2 separate regions of the Mus musculus genome follow, and region 2 is linked to region 1. The links are chromatin contacts, called in public HiChIP or PLAC-seq maps. All regions are on one chromosome and are shown on one strand. The core of a region is the stretch at or near the end of the contact, and the rest is flanking DNA. Distances in the headings are between cores, read along the strand shown. Region 1 overlaps Gm51672 (a long non-coding RNA gene). Region 2 has its middle 13 kb from the start of Gm32131.

What was found. HiChIP or PLAC-seq counts read pairs in DNA pulled down with a chosen protein or histone mark.
Region 2: an H3K4me3 HiChIP or PLAC-seq map of bone marrow-derived macrophages shows a contact between it and region 1, with 4 times the contacts expected there. The contact joins two enhancer-like sites. A contact is called at or near these places in 1 of 115 datasets of contacts at active chromatin or transcription factors (bone marrow-derived macrophages) and 2 of 9 other capture datasets (adipose tissue and liver).

What each region holds. Positions count from the first base shown.
Region 1 is chr9:48,265,569-48,270,740 of GRCm38.p6, reverse strand. It overlaps Gm51672 (a long non-coding RNA gene), which reads left to right. Exons shown (of 4, transcript XR_003948154.1): 3 at 1-31; 4 at 1,910-5,172. It also overlaps a transcript of Nxpe4 not described here. Among named protein-coding and RNA genes, the nearest start is that of Gm51672, 16 kb to the left of the region's middle. Within about 2 kb of position 3,415, at least 146 of the 459 cell types and tissues checked have an H3K27ac peak or open chromatin away from gene starts, as enhancers often do. A contact at or near this core is called in bone marrow-derived macrophages, where this site is marked.
Region 2 is chr9:48,405,520-48,410,434 of GRCm38.p6, reverse strand. No RefSeq gene overlaps it. Among named protein-coding and RNA genes, the nearest start is that of Gm32131, 13 kb to the left of the region's middle. Within about 2 kb of position 3,069, at least 37 of the 459 cell types and tissues checked have an H3K27ac peak or open chromatin away from gene starts, as enhancers often do. A contact at or near this core is called in bone marrow-derived macrophages, where this site is marked.

The DNA.
Region 1 (5,172 bases), core at 2,166-4,665:
AAGTGACTTGGAGCCCAGTCTGCATTACAGGGTAAGACTTGGTCTCAAACAACAAAAACTAACTTCCCCATTGGAGTAGAAAGTCTCTTTTACCTCTGAAAAAGATGACACTATCCACAAACAGATTCTGAGTATCCCTGGAATTGTTTGGAGGCAGTCTTAGTTATTTTACATCGTCTCTCCTGTTTCCTAGGTGGTTTTCACTAGAGCAGCACTGTCTCCAAACAGCGCAATGGTTAAGCACCTACCTCCGGGGGCATAGGGGGAAATTCAATGTGGTAGTCTGTGTCAAGAGCTCAGTGAAAAGCCGAATGCACCCCAGTTGTTAAAGCCCAAAAGACAGCACTGTCATGCCTACTAGCATCTTTACCACCACCCTTAGGGAGAGCAGCTCTGTGGAATCAGCCTCCCCGGCTCTGCCTCTGGGCTCCAAACCAGCCACCATGTGTGGTCATGCACTATCATTTTAGGCATATGACAGAAACTAGTTCAATGAACCTGACCCGTGCAGAATTTACACAAGAACGAAAGTCAGATGAATAAACCCCATTTTTGCAACACTTTTAGCTTCTAGAGAAGTGTCTTGGTGAGGTTTTACTGTTGTGAAGAGACACCGTGACTACAGCAATTCTTATAAAGGAAAATATTTCATTGGGGCTGGCTTCCAGGTGCAGAGGTTTAGGCCATTATCATCATGGCGGGAAGCACAGTGGCTTGAAGGCAGGCCTGGTGCTGGAGGAGAAAGAGCTGAGAGTTCTACATCTTGATCAGCAGGCAGTAGGAAAAGAACTGTGAGTCACTAGGCACGGTTTGGGCTTCTGAGATCTCAAAGACCACCCTCCACCTGCTGTGATGCACTTCCTCCAACAAAGCCATGCTTACCCCAACAAGGCCACACCGACTTCAATCAGCCTACACCTTGTAACTGTGGTATTCCGCGTCAGCCTTTGAGAGCCACTTTTATTCAAACCACCACAAGAAGGAAGAAGTGCACAAATGTGTTTTCTGTGCTAGATGGGGTAATGTATAAGGAAGAAAATTCATTTGGCTCCCCGCTTTGCAGAGTAGGAGGTTCAAGAGCACGGCTCCATTATCCACTTGATTGAGCGTGTTTCCTGCTGTCTCATAACAGTAAAAGGAAATTATGACAACAGACTCGCTCTGTGATAACCTATTCTTGAGATACGAACTCACTCCTGTGAGGATGCCATCTCAGACCTCAGCTATTAAAGGGCCCACTTCCCAAGATTGCCAGAATGGCAGTTGAGTCTCTCCAGGAGCTTTGGAGAGGATGAGCCATATTCAAACCATACCAAGAGGTAAATGCAGTGACCCTTTTGGAAGTGAGGTGGGATCATTTGGCTCAGCTTCCTACTTGAAAAAAATAAAAAATAAAAAGAGCCCCAGCCTCAGATTTCATCCAAATGTCCTTCTGTTTCTCCTTTAACAATAGGATTGGGAGACCAATGGGATCTGAGCAAAATTTAGAAGAGAAAAACTCCGTTCAGAGTCTTTCTTTGGATAGTTCATTCTAAAGCCATGGTGGCAGCGGAGGCGGTGGTGGCGTGTGTGTGTGTGTGTGTGTGTGTGTGTGTGTGTGTGCCTGTGTGTGTGCGTGTGTGTCCTAAATAATTACTAAGTAATGCTAATTACTAAATAATTAAATAACTTAGTAAAACATAAATGCACACAGTGATTTATATGTGTTGTTTATATATTTGTGTATAAGCAATTTAAGAATACACTAGACTACATTTTCTATTTTTCTATACATTTTAGTTCTTTTTCAATCCTCGAATTTTACGAACATACATGTTTTTCTAAGAATCACTGCTTTTGGGAGTCCTGGAATCTACGCTTTAAGAGCATTTTATCTACTTACTAATAGCACCTTTGGTTTTCTTCACAGGACTTTTTAAGACACATGGAGAAGGAAAACTCAGGTGTGCCGTCTACAGATCTTCTGAGCCCTGGGTACTATGGAGGCAATGACTCTGGGTCCCTCAGCCTCGTGGCTACACACTCCTGTGTTGAAACATGAACACCTATTTGACAGTATCTGGAGATGATTGTGTCTTGAGTGGAAACCCCTTGTGAGTGGGATTAGTACCCTCGTGAAAGAATGGGATTGTACCACAGAGCCAGGAAGCTTGCTGGTCTCCCTGCCCTGTGAGAACACAGAGAGAAAGCACTGACTATAAGGAGCCAGACAATGAATGTGGTAGCATCTATGATCTCAGACTTCTCAGGCTCCAGAACTGTGAGAAGTAAACTTCTTATTGTGTGTAAGCTTCCCAGCCTCTGGTGCTTTGTTACAGCAGCCCTAACAGGTTAAAAAAAAAAAAAAACCCAAAAACCTAAAACAAAAAGACCACTAAGATAAGAAGTGGCAGGCACTCTCAGGACTATTTCATACATTTGTGGTAAAAACAGGAAACAAAGAGATTCAGAAGTCCCTTAAGCATTCAAGCCAAGACAGAGAGAATATGGATGACTAGAGAAGAGTCCAGTCTGCCAACATCCAGCACCAACAGAAGGCTCACTTGGCACCAGCATCCTTTTCATTTTCATTTTTCCTGTCCCTCATATGAAATTCCTTCCTCCTGCTCTCTCTCCTCCTGTGAACAGAGAGAGCTTTATAACAATCAAGACCATTTCCAGGCCAAGACAACCAATTAAAAGTAACACTTCTCTAAAACTGCAAACAGTCCCCTCTCCAACGCAAACTTTTTAATCAAGGAGGCTGCCTTCCACATCCTTTCCTAATAGAGCTTGGCCTCCATCCACCAACATTAATCACTCCAAGATGGCCCGAGAACCTATGTAATGTCACCGCCTAATTCTTTTATTAAAGGTCGTTGGTCTTTGACTGAGAAGATGTGTTTTGTCTCCCATCCCCAGCCATCTGCCCCACAGTCTGAGTCTAAAGACGTCTATTCTCTCATCAAGGACAGTTGGAGACCTCTGCTGAGCCCCTTGTCTTTGAAACCTCTCTAAAGTCCCAAGACGCTTTGAAATGCAGCACATTTTGGCCAAGGCGCTTGAATGTAGCAGAAGTCTCCAAAAGACACATTCAGCTCTGGAACCTGACTTTTCCACTTTCTTTGGTAGGGGTTGGAATATGAAAACACCGCACTTTGCAAACTAGCATTTTTGGGGAAGGTATTCAATTTGCGATTGTCCCCGGGAAAGCACTATCCTGAGCTATAGCCAGGATATACAGCCAGGAACTGTTTTCTCACTGGCCAAACTTTGGAGACTGGTAAGTACAAAGGACTTTGCCGCTAAGGATCGTAAACAACGGAGTTGATGAAAGTTTGTTGAGCAATAATGTCTGACCCAGGAACACGGTGCAATACAGTTTGGAGCTACCAGGCATGTCCGGGGACGCTGGAGGGAGAAGAACGGTTCAGAGAGCAGTGGCTCCTGAGGACCGCCCAGTGGATGTTCTAATGGGTGGAGAGGAGCTTTCCACGTGACGTCCCTGAGCTGCTCATGGAATGGGACTGTGGTGGGAAGCCTCAGGCTGGACCAGTGTGCTCGGCAGAGCTTGCCAGTCAAGTGTACAAGGGACGCGTGTGCACGTGTGTGAGCGCGCCTGGGCAGGTTAGCGTGGTGTGTGGTTCGTAACAGATTCTTTGGAGCTTCTCTCTGTGCACATATCCCATGCAGTCTGCAAAGCAATGAGGCTTATTTAACATTCACTGTGGGACAAATAAGAGAAAATTAAAAGAGCAATTTTAGGAGGGAATAATTGTTTTCCATACACTATAATTACAACTGCCTGTAAATGCCGCTATCATAAACGAATCTGCCGTTTAGAGTTCTCTTAAATTCTTTCCGTAATGAACACGCTCTGAAGGCGGGAGACCTCGGCGGCGCTCCAGTTGGGGATGCTGGGCCTGCACTGACCCCTGGCGTCTGCCTTGGGCAGAGATCTCCCACCGCAGGCACAAAGCCTGGTACCCAGCTGGGCGAACTCCCTTGTCCTTTTCTGTCCTTGGCTTTACAAACATCCCGGAGACCCTTGGGACAGGAGTAAATCTTAGAATCTCTGACTTCCAAGGTCTCCTGAGGCGATTTTTATAATATTTGCGTCGACATTGTTTCTCCTCTCTGGCTCTCTTCCTCAGCAAACAGCACCTTTCAATTGCCACTCAAAAACCTAAAGGTCATTTCTGATCATCCCTTCTTTCCTACCATAGGGGTGAGCAAGCCAGGACCCCTCAGACACCGAGACTTGGTGACGGTGTGCCTCCGATGGATCTCTCCATCCATCCCGGAGAGACACCAGCCACCACCACCCTCCCTGGATAGTACACATCAGCCTCTGAGTGACTTTCTTGCTTGAGACTTAGTGTCTCCAGGGATCTTCCACTTTTTAACTTACGAAATTTATTCCTCAAGTAACCTTTGATGAACCAGAAAGACTGCTGTTAATTACTTTTAATAAGTCATGGTGTGAACTTGGCACAATCACTTGGGCAATCTTCCTCTTTGTTAGGGTTGGGGCAAGAACAGGGCTTTTCTATCTTTTCTTTTTAAGGCTTTCCATTATCAATTCCCTTAGTGCCCCGCCCTTTCCCTTTGTTTCCAGAGAAATCTCTTAGACCAAATAAACTCGATGATTAAAATAAAATTATTTCCTGCTTTTCATGAAAGACAGAGCTGACTGATAATTGGGGCATCTGGTCAGGAGAAGATAACCAACATTATCATAAAGAATGAACATAATCCCAGCCAAAGGCAGAGCAACAGTCCGATAGTTTATCTAGCCAGTGCAGTCTTATCAAGACAAAATCTAGCATCTCTGTTAGCTTTTCAAAAAATTGAGAAAAGCACATAGCTTCAGATTTCGGCTATCCTAGATCCTCTGTGATAGTCTGAAGGAAGTGACTCTTGGGGTTTAAACTGCTCTGGGATTCTAAGTGTCAGCCGCACTCACACGCTGCAGTATTCTTGGCATTCTCTCGGTGAGCATAGCCCTTCTTCCTTAATTGCACCTGGTCCATAAATAAATATTCCATCTCCAATGCCAGCTCTAATTAATTAAAATTGGGAGGAGTTCACCATGCCACTTGCAAATTGAGCATATATGTGTAAAGATCTCAGAACAAATTAATTTCACATAGATTTAATGATTGATTACTTAATGCATGCTAATTAAATGTT
Region 2 (4,915 bases), core at 1,820-4,319, 140 kb before region 1:
TTGTTTGAAATTGAGCAACCTTGAGAGGCCTTTTCTGGTTCATCAGGGTAGTTGCATAATTTTTTAAAACGCATTTTCAAGAGTGACAGATTACACTCCTTTTTTAAAAAAATTTTTTATTAGGTATTTAGCTCATTTACATTTCCAATGCTATACCAAAAGTCCCCCATACCCACCCACCCCCACTCCCCTACCCACCCACTCCCCCTTTTTGGCCCTGGCGTTCCCCTGTACTGGGGCATATAAAATTTGCGTGTCCAATGGGCCTCTCTTTGCAGTGATGGCCGACTAGGCCATCTTTTGATACATATGCAGCTAGAGTCAAGAGCTCCGGGGTACTGGTTAGTTCATAATGTTGATCCACCTATAGGGTTGCAGATCCCTTTAGCTCCTTGGGTACTTTCTCTAGCTCCTCCATTGGGAGCCCTGTGATCCATCCATTAGCTGACTGTGAGCATCCACTTCTGTGTTTGCTAGGCCCCGGCATAGTCTCACAAGAGACAGCTACATCTGGGTCCTTTCGATAAAATCTTGCTAGTGTATGCAATGGTGTCAGCGTTTGGATGCTGATTATGGGGTGGATCCCTGGATATGGCAGTCTCTACATGGTCCATCCTTTCATCTCAGCTCCAAACTTTGTCTCTGTAACTCCTTCCAAGGGTGTTTTGTTCCCACTTCTAAGGAGGGGCATAGTGTCCACACTTCAGTCTTCATTTTTTTTGAGTTTCATGTGTTTAGGAAATTGTATCTTATATCTTGGGTATCCTAGGTTTTGGGCTAATATCCACTTATCAGTGAGTACATATTGTGTGAGTTCCTTTGTGAATGTGTTACCTCACTCAGGATGATGCCCTCCAGGTCCATCCATTTGGCTAGGAATTTCATAAATTCATTCTTTTTAATAGCTGAGTAGTACTCCATTGTGTAGATGTACCACATTTTCTGTATCCATTCCTCTGTTGAGGAGCATCTGGGTTCTTTCCAGCTTCTGGCTATTATAAATAAGGCTGCTATGAACATAGTGGAGCATGTGTCCTTCTTACCAGTTGGGGCATCTTCTGGATATATGCCCAGGAGAGGTATCTTCAAGGCTTTTCCCCACTTTCTCCTCTATAAGTTTCAGTGTCTCTGGTTTTAAGTGAAGTTCCTTGATCCACTTAGATTTGACCTTAGTACAAGGAGATAAGTATGGATCGATTCGCATTCTTCTACATGATAACAACCAGTTGTGCCAGCACCAATTGTTGAAGATGCTGTCTTTCTTCCACTGGATGGTTTTAGCTCCCTTGTCGAAGATCAAGTGACCATAGGTGTGTGGGTTCATTTCTGGGTCTTCAATTCTATTCCATTGGTCTACTTGTCTGTCTCTATACCAGTACCATGCAGTTTTTATCACAATTGCTCTGTAGTAAAGCTTTAGGTCAGGCATGGTGATTCCACCAGAGGTTCTTTTATCCTTGAGAAGAGTTTTTGCTATCCTAGGTTTTTTGTTATTCCAGATGAATTTGCAAATTGCTCCCTCTAATTCGTTGAAGAATTGAGTTGGAATTTTGATGGGGATTACATTGAATCTGTAAATTGCTTTTGGCAAGATAGCCATTTTTACAATGTTGATCCTGCCAATCCATGAGCATGGGAGATCCTTCCATCTTCTGAGATCTTCTTTAATTTCTTTCTTCAGAGACTTGAAGTTTTTATCATACAGATCTTTCACTTCCTTAGTTAGAGTCACGCCGAGATATTTTATATTATTTGAGACTATTGAGAAGGGTGTTGTCAGATTACACTCCTAAATGTATTTTCTAAAGTCAAAGCATATGACCACGGCTGGCTGAAATTCAGTTAGGTTATAACATAAATTGCAATTTCAGTATGACCCTCTCGTTGGTGAGAATACAAATTAATGCAGTTAATTTATGGCACTGTCTTGCTTGCCTGCTGTTTACCTGGACCATAGGTCTACACTGTGTGTAGATCATAAGAGATCTATCACTCGGGCTCACACAAAAAGATCCACGAGGAAATTTCAGTATGTGAATAACATGGAGTTTACTGTGAATTACAGAAAACATTTAAGAAAATCTCCTGGAAAACTTAAATCTAGCATTCAGAAGCCACTCCCTGGGCTCCTCTCAAGAGGAAGCACTCGGCAAAGCAGGGCTAGAATGAAGGTAAACCTCCTCCAGACAGTTCTCCATGTATGGTAAACACACTCACAAAGCACACATCCAAAGACACATTTGAGAAAGATGACTCTGCTTTTCTGACTGACTGAAAACAACCCTCTGTGGAATGGCACCAGGCCAACCAAACTTGATAATCACTCAGCCCTCAACGCAGGAGGACTGCCTCTCTTTAGAAAGCTTTCCAGAATAAATCTAGAGCACACTGATCTTTCTCGCAGTCCAGGGTCCCACAGCCTAGTCCTACATTCCCATCAGGGTCATCCCACATGTGAAAAGCCAAGCTAAGAGTCTGATCAGCTGCAAAGAAACATTGCTGATGCAAACATTTGTTGTGAGGACTTCCCCAGGTGGATGTGACAAAGGTCTGTCTGTTGCCCCCAGTTTGGAGACCAATCCAAAGGCGCAATCCCTCCCGGGTCTAAGCGAACAGAGCCTACTGGGGTTACTTACAGACAAGAACACGAGTGACTCATAGGCAGCCACATCAACTAAGCCCGCAGCATCGAGGAGTATGAGTCTTGGCTCACAGAAGCTGGGGCTTGCCCTGGGGCTCTCTGGCCCAACCTGCATGCAGTTCCAGCAGACTGACTGTTTAGTGCTTTTATAACCTTTGGAGGGAGGCTTGCAGTCTTGCAGCTTCTGAGACTCTAGAACATTTTTAGATTCTGGTCCCGAGTTTTAGGAACCCTTTCTTCTTGGAATTTGAAGAAAACAGATAAGTGATTCTTTGTAACAGGAAAGAAGACAAAACAAACCCCCCAAAACACAAAGAACAAAAATCCAAAAGCTCCAAAAACAAATACTGTAGAGAAAACAAAGTACAAATGAATCACTGGGTGGGAACAGCAAATAAAGGTCTGTCAAAGTCACCTTCGTCATCCTTTTTGCCTTTGACAGCCTTTTTTCCCCACTCGGTGCTCTAGTGGCCTAGAGACAAGTGGGATACACCCTCCTCCCTCTCCCTATTTCACTTTTCAAAAATAATGCAGTTATCAACGAGAGTTTTGTATTTAGCAACAGGGAAAAAGTTTAACCAACAACAGAGAATGGAAAACAAGGGTGAGTGGGGGGGGAGAGAAAGAGGGGAAGAGAGGGAGAGAAAGAGAGAGAAGGAGAGGAAGAGAGAGAGGGGAGGGGGAAGAGGGAGGGGGGGGAGGAGAGGGAGGGGAGGGAGGAGAGGGAGGGGAGGGAGGGAGAACAGGGACAGAGATCACAGAAGAAGACTAGATAGAGCACCTGAGAGGCCGGAAGGAACCGAGTTACCACTTTGTTTTCTCTACATTAAGTTTTTCTTTTCCATTAAGGTTTTTTCCCTCAGGTCATTACAACACCCAAAATAAGGGAGAGGGCAAGAGACCCACTTTGGTAGCAGATTCTAACAACTAGTAGCTGTGTCCCTGTTTGTGGACAGAAGCACGGGGCCTAATATCTATACTATACCAAAAGGGATCCATGAGCACCTTGGATACAGCATGACAGTAGAAAAGGTTACCAAAAAGCAGGGGGCAGGGGGTACCTAAATAAAACTAAAACCTCAAGCCCCTGAGAGCCGTGATTACCAGCTCTCCTCTGCCTGAGGAGGTATGGGGTGGGTATATGCAATGCCTGCCAATGGTCTTTACTTTTGTTTGCTCTGAGCTCTTTTAATTCTTCTGTCTGTGGACTAAAAGAAGTCACCTGCTAGTTGGTACCAGTTATCACCAAGTAGCGAGCTGTCACCTCAGCAGTGAAGCCCATGTGGTCCTCCTGACAGCCTGGTGAGGGGCTAACTTAATCTCAGCCTCTTAGTCACAGGGACATAGTTGAGGTCTGGGTTGAAGGAGAATTTCTTCAACAACAACAACAACAACAACAAGAAGGTTAGAGCTAGTCTCAGCCCTGTAAGTCCTTCAAAAGACTTCTGGAAGAATCCAGGAAGTGAGAAGGGGTGGGGTGATCTTTAGGGAATGGGCCAGGAGGAAAATGCCAAGGCCATCATAGCCTTGAGCATTACAGGGACCTAGGAAGCAAGGTGCTGTAGACAGAGACATAAGCTCTGGGCTCACCTCAAGAGTGAATAACTTTTATTTTCCCCATTGCTGTTTATATATTGCTTTGCTAGTTACCAGAGAGAGCATTGCAAGCAGAGCTGGGGGAATAGGGCCTTTAACCCCCTTTTCTTCCTTCTGCACTTTGCTGCCTGTGTGGCTTTGTTTTGTCCCAAGGGCATTCTTCCTTGATTTTATCTAGCATGCTGAGAAGTCACTGAGCCACATCTGGGTCAGAGTTTGTGTTTGAGTGGGAGACTGCAGACCATCTCCAAAAAGTAGACACAGGAGGAGGAAAAAGGACAGTAAAATAACAATAAAGGTATCTGAGGAAGTTGTAAGAAATCAGACCATTAACTATTATCTAAAAAACCCATATAATACATGTAATTGTGTATATAAATATACATATGTAGTTTAAGTTTTCTCATTTGGGCTGACAATGCTCCCCCCCAAGAGCCAAAGACCATCTAATAAAAACCCCAATACCAGACACGAGGAGCTCACTTTTGATTGTTGGTCAGGCCTATCCAAGAGGCTCCCAAAACAGACAGCCTATTGCTATTGTCCCTGGTTACTCCCCAGAGGTGGAAGATAAATTCCTATCGCTGAAGACACCATGCACTTCAGACACTGGTCCCAGAGGCTACTGCACTGGAACTGACTTGAATGTTTCCTTCTGGAGGAAGAATAGCTTTTATA